Linked DNA regions of Mus musculus: region 2 is linked to region 1. Evidence: chromatin contacts called from public capture Hi-C data. All regions are on one chromosome and are shown on one strand. The core of a region is the stretch at or near the end of the contact, and the rest is flanking DNA. Distances in the headings are between cores, read along the strand shown. Region 1 has its middle 32 kb from the start of Gm46323. Region 2 has its middle 6.2 kb from the start of Gm38407.

Region 1 (3,543 bases), core at 597-3,096:
GCTTTTCACAACTGTATAAGCAATAATGCACTTTGGGTAAATATTTAGGGAAAATTATTTTTACAGACTGAGCGGATGGATAGGTTCCAATCTGCAATTAGATTTGAATTTCAGAGAAATCAAGGAAGGCAGGACAGCTCTTCGTAAGGCTGCTTGCTGGGAGCCTCAGCTCCTAACCTGAGAAACGCCACACAGCCTGGTCATTCGTTAATGTCCCTGTCTGTAGTCTTTCCAATGTTGGAAAAGGCTGACATGGTCTCATGGATTGTTATATTTATCTTTCTTGCCTAGAAGTTTTTTTATTGCATTTTATAAATCCTGCTTCAATTTATGTGTAAGTTTCGAACTCATTAGCATTACTGACAAGAAAGGGAAAGCAAGCAAGCAAGAGAGGAGAACAAGGGGAAAAAAAAAACTCTAACAATCCTGGGGAAACTCTTGGAAGAGCTGTTAGTTTTGAAACACATAATATATAAACAACTTAAAGGAATACACAGGCTTTCTTTTGAAATCAGAAATTATGTGAAGCAAGGAGAGCATCATAAAAGCTTATTGATTTCCCAAACCCACTGCATACAAGTATTTTTAAACCATGATTCACATAAGGGATACATTTGACACATCAAGAGAAACTGGAAACCAGGCTCTGTGCAGCCACATCAGATACTGCTCTGAGCCCGGTTTGTTTACCATTACAAAGTGAAAAGAAATTTGCTTCTGCCTCCCTGAGCCTTCTCCCTCAAGCAGGGCGATTTTTATTGATTTTGTCCTCTAGAAATAAAGTGCCAACAGCCACCATAAATCCATCTTTGCCTTTCTATTCTGTGCATCACTCAACCATCGTGCAGGGCATTGACCCAAATGCAGTGAGCATCCTGCACCACTTCTGAAGTGATTTTGTTCTGAAGTAAGCTTAGGTTTAGGCCTTCGGTCTCCTTAATAGATCCTTCAACTGCAAGATACTCCCGTAGAACAAGTGGAGTTGCAGAGAACTGGACAGCCAGCCCCTTGGTGGATAGGGATCCCCTCTTTGGAGGCTGATACTGGGCTGCAGAGAAGACAGGCCTAAGAGCTGAGAGAGGAAGCTCAGCCATACGATAATCTCTTGGCATCTGTACCTTCTTTGTCTCCACCATCCTCACTCCTCATCGCCAGCATCAGACTGGGACTCACTAACACACATGGAGGTGAACTCTCAGAAGAGAAATATACATACTGCATGTCTCATTCGGCCACGGCAACTGCCACCCCAACAAATAAACATACATCAAGTGGTTGGCTTAGCATAGCTCGCTCGAAGCTCCTGGTTGTTAATACCTAAAACAAAGCAGAAAGCTAGCAATATCCCAGTTGAACCCTAAGACTGCTCCAACGACAAAGGGAAAGAATGAGAAGCGGGGTAAAGCCCAAAGAATCAGACAGTAGTGAATGCGGTTCCAGGGGGTCTCATGGAAACCTCGCGCTCACGTTTAATTTGCCCATCCTGAAGTATTTTTTCCTAGTAATGCCAAATGCCATAATGCTCTCTGTCAGTGACTTGAAATTATTCTATGAGCTACATATCGGGTACACTATTGTTAATGAAATGCACACAAGATGATGAACAACTTCCTTTTCCTGCTGGAGCTCCAGCTGCAACCAGTGCCTGGATCCTTCGTGCTGTAAATCAGCCCTTTGTACTCCAGGAGGATTCAATGAGCTGCAGGTGTGGGCTTGGGGAAGGCCGCCTGGGATTAAGTAGCAGCATTTGATATGAGATCCCAAACAGCACTGGCAATCTACACACCACATGCGGCCACGGGCTTTGGAGAAAGCGAAGGAAGAACGCTGATGAAATGTGGCACGGGACCATGGAATGCAATGTCAAGCTTTCACATCTGCAGGAAAAGAAAGAGAGTTCCTAATTTTACAGTGATGATGTCATTGAGAATTCATGACAGTGGAAATGATGGGCCAAGGTTTGCAAACTCAACCACCTCAGAGGGTGCTAACCCAAGGCTGTGAGCTTTTGAAATGGTAGTGTGGGTGGATTTGAAATGCCAATTTGCCTTCTTGGCTGGAGGCATCACTGAGTGGTGTGTGTGTGTGTGTGTGTGTGTGTGTGTAAGATAAGAGAGAGACAGGGAGAAGGAGAGTCTGTGCACCTATGAATGTGTGCATGTGTGCTTTGTTTGCAGGCTCAGGAGAGAGAAAGAAGTTGTATGTGAACGGATATGCTTTGTACATACATGAAAAGCCAGTCCCTCGGATGCCGAATATGTCCTTAGCAATATAACGTGTGTAATTCAGCATAAAACACTGCTAACTGTCCTTAACAACAATATATTTTTAAAAGATTGATTTCAGACTCTAGAAAAATTCACTAGCCAAGAAAAACCATCACAGTTGTCCACCTCCTCCCACAGGGGAACCACCAAAAAAGACTTCTTTTTTAAACAAGTTCTTTTTTCTATTCAGGACTGAAGAGACACCAAAACCAGGGTAGTTTTATGATTAGCATATGAATAAAATACATTGAAGAAAACACATCTTTAATTTTTAAGGGTCTGTTTTTCATTAGCTTATCTTGATAGTTTAAGTTAATCATTATTTTCAACCATATATGATTTAGATATTATGTCATTAATTCATGTACAGTCCATCTGAGTAATGACTGTGGTTTTCTACTTTACAAATTCATCTACTTCACCAAGAAACCAGAAGAGTCGAATTCCAAGCAACATCTGGTTTCCATTGAATGTAATTGCCATTTGCAGAGTTATAATCATGTGTTATTGTAAGGACCACAGTGTCAATCACTCCCCTAATGGGGAAAATTCAATGCCTAAATACCTGAGAGAACAAGAAGCTGACTTAAACAGGTGCATTCAGACACTGGGTTTTAAGTAGAATTCTAGCCTACCCATTTAAATAAATCATTTTAAGGAGAAACAATATTCCTTCCATCCCCTGTAGCAAGGGAAAGCATAAAACCCAGGGCCTCAATCTTCCGTGCTCACTTCCAGTACTGTATCATGTTTAATCTTTAAAAAAAAAAACTGTACAAATATGCCCATATTGTACCGAATCCTTATGTTCCATATACTAGTGGGAACTCCCAAAGGGCAGTGTGAATTTTGAAGACTTCCTGGGGAAGGAGCCATCGTCTGGTCCTTCCTGTCTTCCATGAACACAGTCATCCTTCCCATAATGAAAATAGGCTAGATGTCATGTAAAGAAGATAGGAAACTGTTCCAGGCTGAGGTCATGAGAGTCCCTTCTAGCCCGTGGGGGTTTTATGGGGATAATCATGTAAGAGTTTTCAAGGATTATGGAGCCTGTGTTGTAGTCTGCAATGTGTAAGCTCTTTATGGCAAAAGTGAATCTCATTTTCCTAAATTCTCATTGTGTTTATAAGCCAAGCCTTGTTTGAGCTGATAGCTGTTTGTCTATTCATTCAGAAATATTTCCTAATGCAAAAAAATAACACACTGGGAATTATGGTAGACATTGAAAATGCAAAGATGAGTAAGACACATCTAGAAGACAAGAGACCATGTGGGC
Region 2 (3,543 bases), core at 716-3,215, 1.1 Mb before region 1:
ACCTAATAAAGTCTAATTGCATCTCTAGGAAGCTTTCAGGATTTTGACAAAGATCACAAAATGTACTGGCAGTTCAGAAGTCAGCTAAGAACTTGCCCACACAGGTTCTTGAAACATGACTAAGTTGTTCAATATATTCGAGCCACCTCCTTTCTGGAGCAATGTATGGATAACTCACACAGAAGGCAGTAGGCATGATGGGGCAGGCAAGGACCTCCGGATCTGTTGAAGGTTAGAAAACACCCACATTCTGTTCAGCTGGATGGCAGGAAGCACATGTTGGCTCTGGAGGTTATAATCATCAGCCTGACTGGAGTTATGAAGGGCTCCCAGGAAGCGGAACAATTCATAGGATGTTCACAGGTATGGAGAATAGCCAGATGCTCTGCTCAGCATCAAAGAAGGCACTGAGATTGAGACCTTCATGTTATAGTTTCCTCCTCCTCCTCCCCCTCCCCTCTCCTCCTTCTAACATGGTGCATTATGTGGCTTCAAAATAATCCTTAGATGACTCAAGTCAGGCCACAGGCCTCCTTATAGCAATGGAAAGCATTTGGTATACCCTCACGTTTCATCCTTGGGTAAGCTGTGCGGCATTGGGGAAACTGGTGCATGAGTATGAAGGTACCTGCGATGACACCACATTCTCTCTCCATTTGCCTTCCATCCTTGGCACAAGGCATACCCACAACTGTTTAAAGATGATGAAACCAGAAAGCTAAGGCTCAAGATGCCTCTGTGACTTCGGCTCTCTCTGCTGTCCCTAACCCTCTAGAAGTGCCCAGGTGTCAAATCCTGCTAAAAACCTTTCAGAGTTGAAAGGTCAACTCATCGAAGCCTCTAAAATGGTTACAAAACAATGATTCTAATATGAAGTTTATCTTTGTTTAAAACACCACTGGAAAATGCAACCTTCAGTTTTCATTCATTTGCTTAATAAGTGGTAAAGAGGAACATCAGATCCTGTGTGTATTTATCTAATTTGAGTCGTCTCCTAAATATTTAATTCAGTATTAAATTGCTTTTAAAATAAAATTACTCGGTTTTTCCCCCTGAAACTAAATTGGTTTTGCCTCATAAACACTAAGAAAATGAGGGAAAATTTTAAAAATCATTTTAGTAGTAGCAATGACAAGCTACATGGGGCATTGACTGTAGGCTTATTTTGGCAACCATAATCCTACACATACTCGCTGAATAGCCCTGCATGGCAAACACAGTGTCAGGAATAATACAACAAGATGAAGGAGACTTGGTTCCTGTCCCTTGAAACAGTCTACAAAGGCTGCAGCTCAGGGGAGCTCTCTCTGCACCAGCGTCCTTTTTAGAGAACAAAAAGTTCTCCAGGAAACACTATACAGCGTCTTCCATCCTTGCATCTTCATAATTCACAGTAAAACCTTTTCAGCTGACTTAAGCCTGAAGAGGGGTGGGAGGGGGAAAAAAAGGAAGGAGAGAAAAGAAAAAGAAAAACAAGAACTAAATACATGTGACAATAAATCTGAGATCATAAACCGTGGGATTCCTTCATAATACCACACTCTTCAGAATCAGGCAGTATTTTTCATCTGACACGGATTTAAAGGTAGCTCAAAGAAAACATGGGATTAACTGTAAGTAGTGGGATAGGAACCACGAGCCAAGCTTGCAAATAAACACATCAGAGACTTGGTCTAAAAAAAGGCAGAACACAAATAACGTCCTCTTGATGTGCCTACAGTTTCGTTCAACTGTTCCCAGGTCATGAACTAATTTGCCAAAAAAGAGGTTAACTCCAGTGCAGCAGGCAGCATTTGAGGAAACAGGTTTTGTGCATACTGCCTGTGGAGTCAGGCCACTGGAAGCCCTGCCTATGTAATGGCTCTCAGATGAGCACTTTTAAACACTCTTTTGTGTATGTGAATGGATACAAGGGGCTTTAGGACACTGCAGACTAAGGTCCTTAACAAATGTGGGCTTGGCTTGTTCCCAAATGGATGTCTCCCGAATTAGCCTAAATAAATTGAGGGCTTGAATGACCTTGGGCAATGTACTCCGCCCCCCTCCCTTCAAGTGAGGTGTCCTTCGTATAAAACAAGGGATTGGGATGGGTTGATCTTTCAATTCTCTCCCAGGATCCAAAGGCCTGTCCCTAAAGATTCAACACAGGAAAGCTGACCTCTGCCCCTCGCAGCTTCCAGCTGAAGGAGAACAGAAAAGTAGCCAAAGCCCAGGGAGCGCAGCAGGAGGGTGATTTCCAGCTCCGCTAATCTTCCAGAACTCCAGGGCTCGGAGTCACTGGAGGGTGAACAGCAGCGTTATATCATTTCCAGGCAAGGCCCGTGGTTTCCCCATTTCATCATTTGCTGCCACTGATCTAGCTCTTCTAGCGTCCTGACTTCTAACATGCATAGTAAATGGGTTTTTTTCTTGGGGACTTGACGGCGCATGCACATTCCCAGGCTTTGCTTTCCACCATTGTCAGTGAATAGGTTTAGAATGACCAGCACCTAGCTGGGCTTAATGATCACCCAAGAAATCAAATGCAGCAGCAGCTTATGGGGACCACCCACTTAACTGCCCAAGAGCCTAGGTTGTCCTCACAACATGAGCACTAGGAACCAGAGACCCATGTGATTTTGCAGTGTAACAGAGGACACACAAAAGAAGCGGCTAGGCATTAGATCAAAAACCTAACACAAATAAAAGTGAATGAATACATGAACCAAACACATAGAACGGGGAGGTCGTTATCACTGAACTGCCAGCCACGGAACTTAGTGGTGGTGGTGGTGACCTTTTTCAACATGGAAGGAAAAGCTCGAGTCAGTGTGAGACACAACCTAAAATAGGCTCTAAATCTGGGTTTCCAGTTGGACACCAGAAGCAGTAGAATTCATGAACGGGGATGTCTCTTCTCTAGTGAACACAGCTGGACAGAGGGAGTCCCTAAGCCTCAAGTATATTTTAAGCTGCATCTCTCAAAATGTCAAAAGTGGGATTAAAGTGTAAATGATTGTCAATTCATTCCTTCTCTCCTGGTACTATGCTGTTACAGGCGGATTCTGGTTTATGGGGAGGGGAAAGGTGGGATGGTCTTCCAGTGTAACCGAATAGAGCACAGAGGGAATGAGGAGTCCCAGTGTGTCTTGGGGGAGGGGAGCAGTTCACAGGCTGCTACTTTTTTGTGACATAGCTTTTATGGGGGGAGAGCCAGAATATTAAGCTCATTGCTTCCAGATGGAAAGGTTGGACAAAACAGAGGTCTTGGCTCTGAAAGCCTGGACGCAGTGGTGCGATATGGACCTGACATATTGAAGTAATCGAGATAGAAGATCTGGCTTTAGCCAAGGCTGTCAGATAGATACTTTTTAAAACATTACATGGTTTGTAACAAGGTATTGTGTATCCTCCCAGCAACCCTGCCGCCTTAGTCTCTGGGAAGGAGGTGGGGGGAAAGTGTGCTTATTTTGCTTGAGTTACTAAAGCTCCTTTTATATAGGAGGAATTTGGCATCTCCTGGCTGGGAGCAACGGAGCCAGCAGTGTCCAGTGCACTTGCAAT

Evidence for each region. Capture Hi-C pulls out chosen DNA fragments and counts their contacts.
Region 2: a contact with region 1 is called in a capture Hi-C map of embryonic trunk, with 12 times the contacts expected there. The contact joins two enhancer-like sites. A contact is called at or near these places in 3 of 484 Hi-C or Micro-C datasets (cranial neural crest, embryonic fibroblasts and palatal mesenchyme) and 2 of 9 other capture datasets (embryonic tail and embryonic trunk).

Annotation. Positions count from the first base shown.
Region 1 is chr12:9,337,299-9,340,841 of GRCm38.p6, reverse strand. No RefSeq gene overlaps it. Among named protein-coding and RNA genes, the nearest start is that of Gm46323, 32 kb to the left of the region's middle. Within about 2 kb of position 1,846, at least 33 of the 459 cell types and tissues checked have an H3K27ac peak or open chromatin away from gene starts, as enhancers often do.
Region 2 is chr12:10,438,388-10,441,930 of GRCm38.p6, reverse strand. No RefSeq gene overlaps it. Among named protein-coding and RNA genes, the nearest start is that of Gm38407, 6.2 kb to the left of the region's middle. Within about 2 kb of position 1,965, at least 22 of the 459 cell types and tissues checked have an H3K27ac peak or open chromatin away from gene starts, as enhancers often do.